Linked DNA regions of Sus scrofa: region 1 is linked to region 2. The links are chromatin contacts, called in public promoter capture Hi-C maps. All regions are on one chromosome and are shown on one strand. Each heading gives the region's core, a stretch centred on a gene start, on an enhancer-like site or on the middle of the called end of the contact. The rest is flanking DNA. Distances are from core to core; before and after follow the strand shown. Region 1 holds the start of C8H4orf17. Region 2 overlaps C8H4orf17.

Evidence for each region. Promoter capture Hi-C pulls out the DNA fragments that hold promoters and counts their contacts.
Region 1: a contact with region 2 is called in a promoter capture Hi-C map of fetal liver, with 2.7 times the contacts expected there. The contact joins the promoter of C8H4orf17 here to the enhancer-like site in region 2. A contact is called at or near these places in 2 of 5 promoter capture datasets (fetal liver and liver), 17 of 47 Hi-C or Micro-C datasets (brain, embryonic fibroblasts, fetal liver and 9 more) and 2 of 2 datasets of contacts at active chromatin or transcription factors (alveolar macrophages and skeletal muscle).

The regions. Positions count from the first base shown.
Region 1 is chr8:121,262,981-121,268,368 of Sscrofa11.1, reverse strand. C8H4orf17 reads left to right here and starts at 1,671. Exons shown (of 17, transcript XM_021101734.1): 1 at 1,671-1,833; 2 at 2,325-2,480. ADH5 (alcohol dehydrogenase 5 (class III), chi polypeptide) reads right to left here and starts at 1,575. Exons shown (of 9, transcript NM_001244833.1): 1 at 1,447-1,575. The coding sequence starts at 1,491.
Region 2 is chr8:120,990,696-120,995,930 of Sscrofa11.1, reverse strand. C8H4orf17 reads left to right here. Exons shown (of 17, transcript XM_021101734.1): 7 at 4,760-4,812; 8 at 5,160-5,235. Among named protein-coding and RNA genes, the nearest start is that of ADH1C, 96 kb to the left of the region's middle. Within about 2 kb of position 1,535, at least 5 of the 83 cell types and tissues checked have an H3K27ac peak or open chromatin away from gene starts, as enhancers often do. A contact at or near this core is called in fetal liver, liver and omental adipose tissue, where this site is marked.

The DNA.
Region 1 (5,388 bases), core at 422-2,921, 270 kb before region 2:
TTAACCACTGCGCCACGACGGGAACTCCATGACAAAGGTTTTGATTTGTTCATATAATGCTTATGAAATATGGTGACAGGATAAAGGTTGCACTGGTTTACAGGAGACAGACGTGAAAGTCTGTAATTACAAAAAGTGTGATTTAGAGAGACGCAAAGTGCTACAGAATGCAAAACATGTGCCAGAAACCTCAAACAAAACCCCAAAGGTAAAATTCAGAATACAAACAATGAAGTCACATAATCTAGACAGGTGAAGCAACAAGACTAAATAGGTCATCCGTAATCTAAGTTTTATGTCCCTCCTCTGCCCTTTCAACATATATCTGAAAGGAGTTTAACCTTTTCCCTTCAATGTGACTTTTTGTTTTTTTCGGAGCTCACTCCCCCTTTTTTGGATGCTTGGCTTGACATGGGATATGTTCCCAGATAAGGAACTGAACCCCAGCTGCAGCAGTGAAAGCACTGAGTCCTAACCACTAGACCACCAGGAACTCCCTTTAAGACAATTCTAAGCAAAACGAAGCCCCACTCTAAATCCAAAGGCAACTTGCCCTACTTCAATATTTGAACTATCATAGGAATTATAATTTCTCACATGTTCTAAAGACACTTGGTAATAACGAAAATAAACTGCCAGTTTGTTAGGTCCGAAAAATCACTCAGAATTTACCATTTGTATTCAAGTCCAAATCTTTCTAGAAAATTCCTGGTTTGCAAGCAATAAAACAATCAGACACTTTAGACCGACTAATCACGTTGTTTGTATGTTTCTGCCTTTCCTATTGTCTTATGTGTACTTCTAGAACCTGTAATAGTTTGTGCACAGGGTTCGGAAGCCTGGTGGTCCTTAGTGTGACCACTGGGCATGACCAACTTCTAAGGCTCAGCTCTTGGTCTGTATAATGGGATACTATCGTGCATAGGTGCTACACGAGGATTAAATTAAAGGAGGGTATGTATAAGGCCCTCTGGTGACCAACTGCTCCACAGCGTTACTGAAAGGGCCCGAAATGCATTCCTTGGTGCCACAATAATAGCTCAATTATGAACTACTATCATGAAAAGCACGCAACCTACCACAGGGTTAGGAGCATGGGCTCTGGCTGCAGCTGTGCCACCTAAAAGTATGACCTTGAGCTAGTTACTTATTTTTGTGAACGCAAAGCATAGAGGCTCCCAAACGGCCTGCAGGACACGGATCGACTCCCCCCCCCCCGTCCTCTCCACCCCCACCCCGCTTCGGCTGCGCCAAAAAGGGCAAAACCCTCTCAAGTAAGGAACAAAAAGCGCCCGCCCTCCCTTCCTTCCCGCAGAGCTGCTCGCCGGAGCCCCTGATTCAGCTTCTACAGTCTGGCCCAACTCCGCGCCGCCCCGAAGCGGGCGGCCGGGTTCTGCCCCATGCTTTCCCTCCCTCTTTCTCCAGCCGCGGAGCCGCAGGCGATACCTGGTTCGCCATGTCCTCCGACTGCGAGCAGCGAGAAGCGGACATCCGGCAGGGCCCGGGGAGGGTCGGCGATGTGGGCGGAGCGTGCGCGTGGCGCTCTTCTACCTCCGCCGGCGCCGGGGCGAGTGCGGAGCAGAGGTTTTCGGGGGACGTGAAGGGGCGGGCCTGGGACGTGAGGGGCGTGGCCTAGTGTGGGCGGAGCTAGAGCTGTAGTAGGAGGCGGGGGTCTCGCGGGAAGTAGGAGGGGTTCCGAGGAGGCTGAGTGGGGGTTCCCGCTGTTTGACTGGCATGACAGGCTTGCTGCGTAATGTTTGTCGGGAGAGAGTTTCCCTGTGTAACTGTAGCCCAGACAGCGCAGAGAAAGCTTACGAAGGAGAGATAGACAAGGTGAGAAACCAGGAATTTCACTGGGAGCCCATGAGAAGCCATGAGAGGACTGCACCACCTTCCCAGTCCTACACACCTGGCGCACAAGTCTCGAGCGCGCCAGATGAGGAAGATAGCGCTCCTCACAGCAGCCTCCGTCAGATGAGCTGTGAGGAGGGATAAGGGGACACAAAGCGGGCTCCTTTGGGAAATTTCCCAATGTCACCTTGAAAAAAACTCACAGTGGAAAAAACCTGTGAGTTGTTTACCCCATGTCTGACCGAGGACTGTGGACCTGGAGACAGCCCCTCAGGTAGTTCTGAGGAACTGGTCGGAGAGGCGGGGAAGAGGCCAGTGTATATATGAAAAATCATATATACACTGGGCTGAGCAGGTTCTTATAATCAAGCTTACATCTCCTAGATAAGTATGGGAAGATGGGAGAATCCAGGTTTTTAAAAAAGTTTGTCTTGAAATAGTTCTAATTTTCTTTTTTTTTTTCTTTTTCTAAGGCCGCACCCGAGGTACATGGAGGTTCCCAGGCTAAGGGTTGAATTGGAGCTGGAGCCGCTGGCCTACGCCACAGCCACAGCAACGCAGGATCCCAGTCGGTCTGAGACCTACACCACAGCTCACTGCAAGGCGGGATCCTTGACCCACTGAACGAGGTAAGGGATAGAACCTGCAACCTCATGGTTCCTAGTCAGATTCGTTAACCACTGAACCAGGACGGGAACTCCTACTTCTAATTTTCTAAGGGCCTGTTTTCCCAGAGCATGGAGTGCCTCTTCCCTGATCTTCCCCTGGATTTCCTTTCAGGGTGTGTCGTAGGTCTGCAACTGGGGGGGCTAATGACTCAGTCTCTGTAGACCTGCATGGTGGGCAGCATTCTTTGTTTTACACCAGGCTCCTGTTCCAGCTGTTGCTGCTGAAGGGTGAGTAGGAGTTTTGGTGGGAAATCCATAGGACATGAGGAGAGAACTTTGCCAGGAGGAGAAGGAGGCAGTGAAAAGTCTCTGGAACATGGGTGCATTTGATGTGTTTTAAGAGTGTTTAGAAAGAGGAAAGATAGAGTATTTGTCACTTTACTCTTAAACTCTGTTGTGGATGCTGTATTTTATTAAAATGAGTCGACTGGATAGACCACTCTTTTCTTTGTATCTCAGTCCTTTTTTTTTTTTTTTTTTTTTTTTTTGGCTCCTTTTCCTCAATATATACCTTAAGGGTTGGTGCTTTCAAAAATTCTGTCCAAAGTATTTCTCTTCACTCCACCTTCTCATTCACATTATGGTTTTTAAATTCTTTTTATATAAGAAAATCTTCTAGAGTGTTCATTGTATCAAGATGGCTCCCAGTAAACCTCAGACTTGGCACACAACTGCCTACTAGACTTGTCTCCATTATCTCGGACTCAACTTGTCCCAATCTCAACGTGTCATCCTTTTTCCTTAAATGTACCTTTTTCTTCCTGTCTTTGTGTAGGATCATCCTCTACCTACTTGCCCCAGCCAGAAACCAGGGAATTACAACTTCGCCCTCTTCCTTAGCCCCTGCTGTCACCAAACTCTAAATACTTCTCACATCTTGTACCTGCCCTCTCTCCTCACTGCTGCTGCCTTAGTTCAGGCTATCATCATTTCTTACACGGTTTCTGAAAAAGCCTTCCATCTGATTTCTTTGTTGCCAGACCCCTGAATCCAATGTACTTCTAAGCTAATGCCCCCTTCAGTGATATTTCCAAAACATACATTATTACATGCCATTTATTTTCACCTTTAATGATTTTTGAATGATAGGGTTTTGTTGTTTTTTGCGTTTTAGGGCTGTACTTGCGGCATGTGGAAGTTCCCAGGCTAGGAGTCAAATTAGAGTTATAGCTGCTGGCCTCTGCCACAGCCACAGCAATGCCAGATCCGAGCCGCATTTGTAACCTACACCACAGCTCACAGCAATGCCAGATCCTTAACCCACTGAGTGAGGCCAGGGGTGGAACTCACATCCTCATAGATCCTAGTCAGGTTTGTTAACTGCTGAGCCACGAAGGGAACTCCTGAATGATATGGTTTATAAGTAAGTAAATGTCATGCTTCTATATGAAAATCTTCTAGGATTGAGAGAGGGCTAAAATCCAAACTCTGTCACTGGGCCAGCCAGGCCTTGGATAACCTGGTTCCTATTCCTCTCTCCAGCTTTATTTTCTGTTATTCTGCCACACAAGTCTTTCTTCAACCTCATGGAACATTTGTAGTTCCTTAAAAGGGCTTTTGATGTGGTAGAACTTGGGCTTGGTATGCAGCAAGCCTTATGCTGGTGCAAAAAGAGTTTTTAGCAGAGTTAACTTTCTTTTCCCTATTAAATATATATTTAGCATTTTAATTGTACCTTGCTTGCAAATAATAGACAGGACTTCTAGTTTCTAGTCTGGCATTTAAGGCATTTGGAAGTCATCATTCCATCCTAATGAGTAAAGAGCTGAACAAGCTGAAAAATTAATACTCTCTCAGATGCCTTAGAGAAGTGAGGTCATAGGGCATACTGCTGACCCCAGAATTAGAGAGACAGATAAATACAGAGTGTCACAACATATTGGAGCAGAAATCCACCACTCCGGGAATAGTATTGGGGTTGGAAAATGTACAGTGTAATTGGTGAATTGCTGGAGGCTTACTGTGGATAACTCTGAGGGTTAAAAACTTCAGAGGAATTCAGTAATGGGGGGACCCTCACACTTTTGTGACTTTTATCTGTAGGTGCTCTGCCATGATCAGAAAAGAATCTCTTTATTTGTCTTGCAGGGGAAGGGGAAAAGGAATCATTTTGGAGTATGCTGGGGCATTTTGTTTTTCTTTTTTTTTTTTTTTTTTTGTCTTTTTGCCATTTCTTGGGCTGCTCCCGCAGCATATGGAGGTTCCAGGCTAGGGGTTGAATCGGAGTTGTAGCCACTGGCCTATGCCAGAGCCACAGCAACGTGGGATCTGAGCCGCGTCTGCAACCTACACCACAGCTCACGGCAACGCCGAATCCTTAACCCACTGAGCAAGGCCAGGGATCGAACCCACAACCTCATGGTTCCTAGGTGGATTCATTAACCACTGAGCCATGACGGGAACTCCCATTTTGTTTTTCTTAACAAGGCCTGTCCTCAAGAGAGACTTTTACCAGAGCCTGACCTACTGAGGGAGTTTAACTGACATTGGGGAAGGAAAATACCTAATTTCACCCCCCTTTAGACATCCTGTACTGCCTGAGGGGGTGAAAAAAACTGAGAAGAAATTTCAAAGTTCAGGAGTTCCCATGATGGTTCAGCAGTAGTGAGCCTGACTGGTATCCATGAGGATGTGGGTTAGATCCCTGGCCTTGTTCAGTGACTTAAGGATCCGGTGGTGTGAGCTGTGGTGTAGGTCACATACATGGCTCAGATCCCGCATTGTTGTGGCTGTGGCATAGGCCAGCAACTACAGTTCCAATTTGACCCCTAGCCTGGGAACATCCATAGGACACAGGTGCAGCCCTGAAAGGAAGGAAGGAGGGAAGGAAGGAAGGAAGGAAGAGAAAGAAAGAAAGAAAAAGACATTT
Region 2 (5,235 bases), core at 286-2,785:
TTTTTTTTCCCCTTTAGGGCCACATATGTGGCATATGGAAGTTCCCAGGCTAGAGGCAAATTGGAGCTGTAGCTGCTGGCCTATACCACAGCCACAGCAATGCAGGATCTGAGCCACACCTGTGATAAATGACAGCCATGGCCAGGGATTGACTCCATGTTCTCATGGACACTAGTCATGTTCATTACTGCTGAGCCACAGCGGGAACTCCCACCAGGGAAGTCTTTTAAAAACAGCTATTTCAGAGCTCCAGAATTAGAGAGCTACTCAGGTACTTCTGATATTCAGCCTGGACTAGGAGCTCTACCCCAAGGGGCAGTGGTAGTATCCCAGGCAGAAGTCACCCTGCGCCACGCCCTATGGCCCTCCTCTGGTCCATAGCCATGCAAGGACCAATCTTACCAACTTCAAAGAAAGCAAATACTTAGAAAATCCTAGGACTAGGATGGTGACATTTACCTTAGGATGACCAGCCAGCAGTTAGAAGTAAAAGCTGCTTTTTCAATGTGGGTATAGCCCTAGTGCCAGATATTAATAAATTCTCTGGGGGAAATTCTCAATCTACTGCACGTCGTCTGTTAGTGTTCAGGTCCTTCAGGGTTATTGCAACTACCCAAACTGCAACTTTTTCTGGGAGTGCAGTGGCTGTGACAATGAGGGGCTTTCCTATGCTGTCTCTGGGCAGTATCCTTTGTTCTCATCAACCTGTCCTGTGTATTAAGTCATTCATCCATTCATTCACACACTCAGTAAATATTTATTGAGTTATCACAGAGGGTTGATTCTGACAAGCCTCCCAGGAAAAAAAATCCTCAAGAAATTCTTTGGTACACCTAGGATTGAGAATCATATTTCCAAATATCATCCTGAAATGAAAACTTGAGGGCCAATGGTAGCTCATATTTCCCTAGCATTTGAATTTGTAAGGCACTTTTGTAGAAATATTTTATTTACTTATTTATTTTTTTCTGTAATTTTAAGGCTGCACCCATGGCACATAGGAAGTTCCCAGGCTAGGGATCGAATCTGAGCTGTAGCTGCCAGCTTACACCACAGCGACAGCAATACCAGATCCGAGCCGTGTCCATAACCTACAGCATAGGTCATGGCAATGCTGGATCCTTAACCCACTGAGCAAGCCCAGGGATTGAATCCGCATCCTCGTGGACACGAGCTGGGTTTGTTATCACTGAGCAACAATGGGAACTCCCTTGTAGAAATTATTTTAATTGTTCATTCTGCTTGTCCTGGGATGTAAAATTAGATGTATTTATAGTTCAACTTTAATGAAGAGGAAACTGCAGATCATTGCTAGTAAATAGCCATGCTAAGATGTACAAAGTCAGTTCTACTAATGGAAGTAAGCTACGGCAGATGTTCCAATTTATCAGGAGTATCTTATGGAAAGGGCTATACATAAGTCTTCATTAGGTTTTAGCTTCTTAAGGGTTTATTAGTTTAGGAAACTGAGTGGCCCCAGAGTTTCTGCCTCCAAAGGAACTCAGGTTCCTCCCTGTCTCAGCTGACACAGGCACAGCCACGTCTGTGTGTAGCATGTTGCCGCCACCTAGTGGTGAATATGGCATCTTAGCCTTATAACTGGAAAAAAAAAAACTTCAGGAGAGAATTGTATTGGCTACCTCAGTTTGAAAACAATCCTGAATCCCTTCTTGCCCTCCAAAAAATAAAAACCCACCAAAAACGATCCTGATATATCCTTTTGACAGGATATTATGTAATTAGCTGTTTTTTAAAGGGCACACCAATGCTCATTTTCCTCCTTTGTCTATTCATACCCTATAGTAATTTTTGCTTAATTAAAAAAAAAATCAGAAACAATCACCCTAACCTCTTGATATCTAATGTGAATATGCAAATGACAGATAATGCTCTTTCAACCTTTGTTTTAATGAATGTTAAACATCAAATGAACTTTTCCCAATGAATGAAATCTCTCTTCTCAGAGCCAGGAGAACAACTGAGAAACACTTGGTTTTGAGTTCTAACAGAGGTGGATCTCACCTTTTGGGAGATCATTTGATGGGAGTTGATAGTAAGTAGATCTAGAAGCTGGAAAAAGTAAATGTATCATCGCCCCTTTTCCGTTTTGTTGGTTGGTGATCTGAAGAAGTTTCATCCATCCTAAATTTCCCAAGGCACTCAAAAAGCATTTCCATTTCCCCCCTTTTATTCAGATGAGGGCCTAGAGGCATGGGAAACAAATAGCTCACTCATATAACCCTGACTTTCATCAGCATCCTCAGGCTGATGATGTAGCATTTCTCTCAGTTCTTCTATATGTGGTACCAGCTCTGCCACTGGCTCTGTGTGATGCTGGGAAACTTGCTCATGTCAGCTGTGTTTCAATTGGAACCACTAGAAATAGGCTCAAAGATTACTTCTAACTCTTACCCAAACACACACACACACACACACACACACACACACACACACTCACTCCCTTGCCAGAGTATCTTGTTTAAAATCTCTATGACCCTGCAGTTATGTTGTACTGGATTGAATGGTGGCTCCATTCAACAGGAGATATGTTTATACCCTAATCTCTTGGAACCTGTGAATGTGACCTTATTTGGAAAAAGGATCTTAGCTGTAGATGTAATTAAATCAAAGATTTCCTGATAAAATTATCCTGGATTATTCAGATAGGTCCTAAATCCAATGACAACTCATAAGAAACTCATAGCAGGGATACTCAGAGAGACAGAGAAGGCCCTATGAAAATAGAGGCAGAGGTTGGAGCTAGTGAAGGAACATCTGGAGCACCAAAAGCTGAAGGAGGAGCTAAGAAAGACTCTTCTCTAGAGGCTTCTTTGTATAATCCTTACATTGACTGGGAGACCAACTGGAAGCATCAGTAGGAGAGCCACCCTGTCTGGCCTCACAAGGTGGGTAGGACCTGGACCAAGAATACTGGAAACATAGTCAGTGCTGTTCCCTCTGGGGGCTTTGTGTGTTGGGGGGCGGTGGGGAGGACATGTGGGCAAGGCCCTGGGACAGATCACAAGGCTGTGGGGTAAGGATTATGGGGGCCATTAAGGAGCCATTAAATGCAAAATTGATGTTTATGTTTTCTTTAGTTCAACTTCCTCTTCATCCCACCCTCAGTCACATTGTACTGTCAGTTTTCTATGCACTAGGGATTTAGTGAAGAGACGGTAGCTTCTTAGATAAGAGCAGAGAGTTTGAGCCAGACCCCTGGGTGCAAATCCTGACTTAGCCATTTTCCAGCTGTGTGACCAAGTTATGAAAGCCTTTGATCCCTTGGTTTCCTCATTTGTCAAAGAATGTTAATAATAATAATAATAATAATAATAATAATAGCATCCTCGTGAGGCTTTGTGAAGATAAAGTGCTAAATAAATATAAATGTAATAAATTTATATTGTATTTTATTATATATTATATATTTTTATATGTTTAAATATATATTTATTATATTTTTATTATATTTACTATATTATGCTATGAATAAATATAAAGTAAAGAATAAAGTGCAATATATTTATTATAAATAAATATATTGGTGCATAGAAAGTGTTGATAGTCATCACTTTTAAATTAGTCCTGGGAGTGTCTGTGCTGTACGTGGGGCCAGAGCCCTGGGAGATCAGAAGCCGGTTAGGAAATAAGAAGTGATCAGCAGAAAAGCCCCTAACAGCTGCCCACAGTTAAGGGAAGGGAGTCTTAAAGGAACAAGGAAAAATAGGAATCTTTTATAAAATATTTTTAGAATTACTTAGTGACCTCCAGATGAAAGGAAAATGGGTCAAAAAAATAGACTTCCTGAAAATCTAATAGAATAGAAATTTCACCTATTGTTATTTCAGTTGGTTACCCTGAAGTTTAGGGAATTTGAGGATATCTGGGTTGAATAAATATATTTATGTTTTTGAATGTAAAGTGCTCTACAGTTTTCCTTGTTCTGTAACTGCTCTTTTAAGGTAACAGTAATGAGTTTGTCATGCTGTTGTATACTGTTCTGTAGCTTCACTTACAAATATTGAATCAATCTGTTTTATTCCACGTTATTTCATATTCCAATTACATAAAGTCATTTCCAGGTCTTTGCCCTAACAGGCGACACTGTTATGAACATCTGTAGGTTAAATATTGGGCATTATTTTGGATTTTTTTACAGCCAGTCTGTGATTTATTTGCTTGGATATAATCTTATTCTGTATTGGATATGTTTACCTCCTCTTAAATTACCTGGGGACACAGGTAATGCCTGGAATTGGACTTGATTGATGGTGACTAGCCCTCCCCCAGCTTCCCCCCCACCGCCCCCACCACTGCCCCGGTCAGGTGGGGAGTGTGCAGAAACACGGGCAAGTCCTTGTCTCTGCCCAAGGGCAGTGCTCATCCTTTGTAGTTAGTTTTGTTGAGTAGGCCAATTTCAATGAAATTTAGTAACATACACCTTGATGGGTAACTTAGAAATGACATGTTTAATTTGTAGTTTAGTGCACTGTTCCAAAAGATGATAGTGACAAGCCTTTAACTGAACTGTTATGCATATTTTAGGGGCTTGGTAAAATTGTGATATGTTATAGTACATGAAAATTCACAGTAAAAATTTATATACATGTGAAGTGCTTTTTCATTGGAAGATATAAAGATTCAAAAGTAAATTTTCAGTAGGGAGTTGGCACCTATTGTTGGGGGTGCCTGGGTATAGGTCAGAGTTTGTTGAGTTTTTTAATGAAGTTATAAGATGAAGAAATGATTTCTTTTGTAGGTAATTGTGTTGGGGGAGAGGTGGAAAGTTTGGTATCCTGAACAAAATCATTGGTGAGATCCTTAAGCTGTTTTTACTTTTTAAATTTATTTATTTAATTAATTATTAGTTTGGGAAGGATCATTGATTTACAATGTTATGTTAATTTCTGGTGTACAGCAAAGTGATTCAGTTTTATATGTATAATCTTTTTCCAGTTCTTTTCCATTATGGTTTATTAAAGGATATTGAATGTAGTTCCCTGTGCTATACAATAGAAACTTGTTTATTATTGTGTTATTATTTAAAATATTCATTTGTTTGTTGTATTTGGATTCTACATATAAGTGATAACATACAGTATCCATCTTTCTCTGTCTGACTTATTTCACTAAGCATAATGCCTTCCATCCGGTCTCAGATTCTTTCAGCATCGGAACTGGATGGGCCCTGGAAGTGGTTGAAGGAAACTGAAATTGCAGCCTCAGCTCTCCCTT